Regions from separate parts of the Mus musculus genome. Here region 2 is linked to region 1. A link is a contact called in public promoter capture Hi-C data. All regions are on one chromosome and are shown on one strand. The core of a region is the stretch at or near the end of the contact, and the rest is flanking DNA. Distances in the headings are between cores, read along the strand shown.

Region 1 (2,930 bases), core at 110-2,609:
GTATATAAATAAATATGTATGAGTGAGGTGCTATAGAGCAAAGGGAATTCATGACAACTGTGGGGTGCTACAAAATAGTATGAGATTTGGGAAATGGATGGAAAGACATTGGGAATAGTATCAATTCTAAAGATGATAGAAAGCATGGTAGCTTACAAAACCAATATCTGAGCTTGCTTGATTTCTTTCTTTCTTTCTTTCTTTCTTTCTTTCTTTCTTTCTTCCTTCCTTCCTTCCTTTCTTTCTCTCTTTCTCTCTTTTCTTTCTTTCTTTCTTTCTTTCTTTCTTTCTTTCTTTCTTTCTTTCTTTCTTTCTTTCGTTTTTTGGTGGTGGTAAGGTAGCCAAGGTGGTAAGGTAGCCAAGGATGGCCTTGAACTCCTTTTTGATCCTTCTCCATAGTGGGTTATAGACTTGCATTAAATCACCTAGCTCAGTTAATTTTTTTATCCAATCAAGGTGTTATAAAAAATGGTATCCCATAGAATGAAATACATAGAATGCATGGCATAGATAAAAAATGCTTTTAGAAAATATTTAAAAATGTACACGTGTATACAGCATATAATTATTACACAAAAAATTTGCAAGTGCAATGAGCAGCCCACAAACACCAGCCCCAGGCTGTTTTGAAAACTATTTCTCACTGCGGGTCCAGTCCAAAGTTTGAAAGCCTTTTAGAACGCACGCCTCCAAAGGATCTAGGCAAGGTAAATTCAAGGTCAAATGAGAATCCCAATTCGCTCCCAACCTAGTCCACAGTGGTTAATAAAGCGAGCGGAAATGGCGCATAGGGGAGGGCATACTCAGTGAAGCCAAGCGAAAAAAGCAAGGGCGCTTCAGGACTGGGAGGTGCCGGGTATTTCCTTCATGGTTGGTCAACCTGAGGTTCTTGGAGACAATGGTTTGACACGTTTTCCTTACATGATAAGCCGAAATAACTTCCGCATTCTTTCTCCCTGGCCTACAAATGTGAGGGGTTCGCTTAGATCCCTTCGTCAGCTGGTCGCACCCCGAATTGATGCCAGTAGAAGAGCTTATTGTTATTAACAGCGGCTCAGCAGGCGGGGCGTGGGAAGAGCGGGGACGAAAGGACTGGATCGTCCACCAGGCGACTCAGGTCGCACTCTGCACAGCCTACCAGAGAGGGAAGAGGCAGCTCTGCACTTCGGGTTGCTCCAGCAGGCTTAAGTCTCGGGGTTCGGTGCAAGCCTCAGGGCCGGGTACAGGGAGTGTTCTGTGAGGCCCCGCCCTCCACTAAGCCCGAGTTTGGCTAAAGGCAGACGCTCCGCCCGTCCCCGACCACGTGACCCACCGCGCGGACCAGAGCCCCCGCCGTGCGTTGACCCCGCCCCCGTGACGTCTCACAACCCTCAGACTGGCCTGCTCCTGGGTCTCTTTCTGTAGTCGCTCATTGGCCCGCCCGGAAGACAGCGCCCCCCCATTTGCCACGCCTCCCAAGGCCTAGGAGAATGCAGGTCGGGGCGGGGCCTGAGCTGGAGGGGCGGGGCGACGCGGCCGGGCGGGAGTAAAGGGGCTGCCTAGGAGCCGCGCGAGCCTTCAGCAGAAGCGCGCTGCTTTGCCCTCCGCTGTCCCTGCTCCGCCCTCCGCAGCCCTCCACAGTCACCCCGGAGACCAGCCGTGTTAAGCTCTCTGCTCTGAAGCTGACTGACTTCCATGGCAGCCGCGAAGAAAGCAGTTCTGGGGCCATTGGTGGGAGCAGTGGACCAGGGTACCAGCTCGACACGTTTTTTGGTGAGCCCTGGGGTGACATCTTCTCAGCCCACTGAACTGGGACACTAGCCGGAGGACGAAAAGGCGGGGTGTTGCGTCCTCAGTCCGCGCGCCTCTTGTTCTCCTGGGCCCTAGCTGCTGGGGCGAGGAAAGGAGGCCAAAAGGGGGACCTACCATGCTGGGATTGTCCTGTTCTGGGGGTGGATCTTGGCCTCCTAGGATACCCCCGCAGCAGAGTTGAGCATTCTCAGCCTTGGTGGTGGAGCCAGGTCGCATACCAATAGGGAGATTCCCCAAAGAGAGTGAGTACTCTTGGAGCATCCAAGCAGAGCAACCCCGATGCAGTAAAGGACAGGTGGTCACATTGACACTGCTGCGATCTTCCCTATGAGTGTTTGGCCTGCTGGGCACAGGATGTCCTTGGATGGAGGGAAAGCTGTGTCACGGCTGTGGTCACCCAACATAGCGTCCGTTCAAGCGGTAGAACGAATAAAGTATTAGCATGCTGATGCTTTGTCATCCTCTGCCACAGAAGCTGCAGAGGCTAGACTACTGAGGGGGTGGTGGAACATATTGGAAACGGATTGCAATTCTCAGTAATCTTTATTTCATTTCAAGAGCTTAATCAGTTCAGTTCTGACACTTTGACCATTATCATCAGATATTGTCCACTCCACTCTACTGTTTAATGTGACAGGGCAATTCTAGTTAGTATGCACGATGAGAATTACCATAACGAGGTGCTGTTTAAATGTCTCTTGGCTGCTTCGTTTTGCAGTGAAGTTTAGCTCTTCTTCTTTTCGTTTTTTTTTTTTTTTTTTTTTTGAGACGGGGATCTGCCTATTTACTCCAGAGAAGCCTGAACTCCTGATCCTCCTGCCTCAGCCAGGCAAGTGCTTCCCAGGCATGAGCCACTGCTTGCTCACAGCTAGGAAACTTGCTCTTGAAGTGAGCTAGCATTCAGTTCAGTGAGATCATTTGAAAGTAATTTAAGTGAATAGAAAGCTGCTAAAAGCCCATGCTTCACTGAGCATTTGACTAACCTGGAAAGTTGATGTAAATACTTAGTGATTAATTACCTCCCTCTTTATTTCTTTATCAACCATGAATTTTCTTCAATGATTTATTTACCTGTACCCTTAGGGGTTGATATCCTTGCCGGTAGCATGGGAGGCAGGCAGTCTATCACTAAACTATAC
Region 2 (2,930 bases), core at 120-2,619, 79 kb before region 1:
TGAACTTTGTCTCTGTAACTCCTTCCATGCGTCTTTTGTTCCACTTTCTAAGAAGGATCAAAGAGGGAAAAGAGGGAAAGTTGAATTAAAGCACACATTTCCTTCAGGGAAGTTTTGCTTCTCCACTGTGGTTTCCCATAATCTACTTTCTAGTTTGCATTCCAAGGTATGGCATTTGAACCCCTCCTTGAACATCTATTTGCTTTCTTACAATTCATAAGGAAATAATACTGTATTTACAAAGCTTTTATCCTAAGTGCAAGATGATCAAATCAAGAAAAACTGGTTCTTGCTGGTCCTCTGGCATGGTCTCTCTGAATACTTGAGCTAAGGAGTCAGTTGCAGAATGCACTCATCCAAGTCAAATTTATTAACTTCCCTCAGATCTGTAGGAAACCCAGGGTCTTATGTGTATAATGCAAATACTTCTATCACTCATCTGAATACTCATTTTTGCTGGCCATTTTCTCAAGTTGATTCTCCCTCATCTAAAGACAAAAAGCAAGCAGCAGTCCAGAGAAACATTTAAGATGTTTAACTCCCCAGATTGCTGTGGGGTGAGTTCAGATCTCTGTATTTGTTCTGGGGATTGCTACATTTAGGAACTCTCTCCATGGTTCTTAGGGTGATGCAAGTCTAGAGAAAGTTACAAAAAAGAAACAACTTTTAAACCTGAATGGACATTACTATTACCTGAGGAAATTTTATTTTAAAATTTATTATTGTGCCAGGAATAGTAGTGCATGCCTTTGTTTCCAGTACTCAGGAGGCAGAAGCAGATGCAGATCTGTGAGTTGAAGGCCAGCCTGGTCTACATAGTGAGTCCCAAACATTCAAAGCTTACACAGTGCGACACTCTTTCAAAGGAAGGAAGGAAGGAAGGAAGGAAGGAAGGGAAGGGAAGGGAAGGGAAGGGAAGGGAAGGGAAGGGAAGGGAAGGGAAGGGAAGGGAAGGGAAGGGAAGGAAAGGAAAGGAAAGGAAAGGAAAGGAAAGGAAAGGAAAGGAAAGGAAAGGAAAGGAAAGGAAAGGAAAGGAAAGGAAAGGAAAGGAAAGGAAAGGGGGAAAGGGAAAGGAAGAAGAAAGAAAGAAAGAAAGAAAGAAAGAAAGAAAGAAAGAAAGAAAGAAAGAAAGAAAGAGAAAGAAAGGAAGAAAGAAAGAAAGAAAGAAAGAAAGAAAGAAAGAAAGAAAGAAAGAAAGAAAGAGAGACAGAGAGAGAGAGAGACAGAGGGAGGGAGGGAGGGAGGGAGGGAGGGAGGGAGGGAGGGAGGGAGGGAGGGAAATTATTGTGTGCATGATATGGATGTGTGTGGTGTGAGCATGCCTCTGTCTTCATACTCATGTGGAGGTCAAAGAACAACTTTCAAAAATGGTTCTTTCCTTTGATCATGGTTTCTAGGAAACAAATTGAAGTCATCAGGCTTGTGTGCCAGGCACTCTTAGCTTCTGAGCCATCTCGAGGGGCCACCTGGTGCATTTTAAATGTACACACTGCATATATTAGGGTCCAGGCTCCAAACCAAAAGATTATTATTTAACTGATGCGGAATGGGGTTAGACGCTAGTTAGTTAATTAGTTACTTAGCTTTCATTTGTTTTAAGGCAGAGTTTCACTATGTAACCTAGATTGCCCTGAAAAGTCACAATCCTCCTGATTCACCAATCATATAACTTCAGAAATATGCCACCATGAACTGCTAGGCATTGATATATTTTTGTTACTGTGCTTATCTATCTATCTATCTATCTATCTATCTATCTATCTATCTATCTATCCATTTGTCTGTGTATCTATTTATTTACTTTGTATTATAAGTGCCTGGGTACGCAGGTACCATAGTGTACATGTGGAAACCAGAGGACCACTTGCCCTAGTTGCCTCTCTTTCCTCCCGGTGGGTTCCAGGGATCAAACTCCGGTTATTAGGCTTGGACGCAAGTGTTTTTACTTGCTGAGCCCACAGCTTTGAAAATTTTAATCATCTTTGCAGATGAGTCTAGGGTTGAACTATTCACCACTCTGGTATTCAGAAAAATGATCTTTTGCTCTCTCCCTCTCAGGTTTATTTATTTGTGAGACCAAGTCTCACTCTTGAGCCTAGGTTGGCTTTGAACTCCTAGCAGTCCTCCTGTCTCAGCCTCCTACATGCTGTAATCCCAGGCATGACCCATCAGAAACAGGAATTTCAAGTAGATCTTTAGTTTTAGGAATCCTTTACATACTTAAACATTATAGAAAATACAAAAAACTTTGGTTTAAGTAGTTTATGTTGACATTGTTCTTTATCTTTTCCCTTTTTTGAAAAATATTTTATACAATGTATGCTAATCACAACTTTTTTCCTTCCCCAACTCTCTCCAGGTCCTCCTCACATCATTACCCAACCAATTCCATGGACTTTCTTTATCTCTTTAAAACAAACAAACAAGCAAACAAACAAACAAATATACATATATACACACACACACCAAAAACATACACACAAAAATTGTAAATCAAGATATATTAGCAGAATAATAAAATGAAAATGTCCAAACAAACAAAAAATAATTTACAAAAATATCATTGATTTAATTTTTTATTGGACATTTACTCCTGAACTTGGGGGCTACTCTGAAATGTGCTTAATATACCCAATAAGACTTCATTGGAGTAGACTATGTTTTTTTTTAAAGTCAGTACCAGTTGAAGATGGTTTCTTAATTAGGGGTGGGAGCTTGTGTCCACTCCCTCCTCAGTCCTGGGATCACATCTGCCTTGAACCTGTGCAGGTCCCATTCAGGCTTCTAGTCTCTGTAAGTTCACATGTTCATCAGACACATGTATCTGGAGGACACTGCTTCTTTGGAGACGTATTGACACTTTTCATAACATTAATTGCAACTAAACAAAATATGGTGCATATGTCTACCTTCCCAACTTCTCATGAGGG

What was found. Promoter capture Hi-C pulls out the DNA fragments that hold promoters and counts their contacts.
Region 2: a promoter capture Hi-C map of liver shows a contact between it and region 1. The contact joins the enhancer-like site here to the promoter of Gk in region 1. A contact is called at or near these places in 11 of 39 promoter capture datasets (the C10 cell line, the HPC-7 cell line, HPC-7-derived erythroid cells and 6 more), 22 of 484 Hi-C or Micro-C datasets (B cells, CD4 T cells, CD8 T cells and 16 more), 9 of 115 datasets of contacts at active chromatin or transcription factors (the 230-238 cell line, CD8 T cells, the HPC-7 cell line and 5 more) and 2 of 9 other capture datasets (adipose tissue and liver).

What each region holds. Positions count from the first base shown.
Region 1 is chrX:85,775,248-85,778,177 of GRCm38.p6, reverse strand. Gk (glycerol kinase) reads left to right here and starts at 1,359. Exons shown (of 21, transcript NM_001294140.1): 1 at 1,359-1,752. The coding sequence starts at 1,675. It also overlaps the pseudogene Gm14766 and a transcript of 5430427O19Rik not described here.
Region 2 is chrX:85,854,705-85,857,634 of GRCm38.p6, reverse strand. It overlaps a transcript of 5430427O19Rik not described here. Among named protein-coding and RNA genes, the nearest start is that of 5430427O19Rik, 14 kb to the left of the region's middle. Within about 2 kb of position 1,369, at least 6 of the 459 cell types and tissues checked have an H3K27ac peak or open chromatin away from gene starts, as enhancers often do. A contact at or near this core is called in kidney and liver, where this site is marked.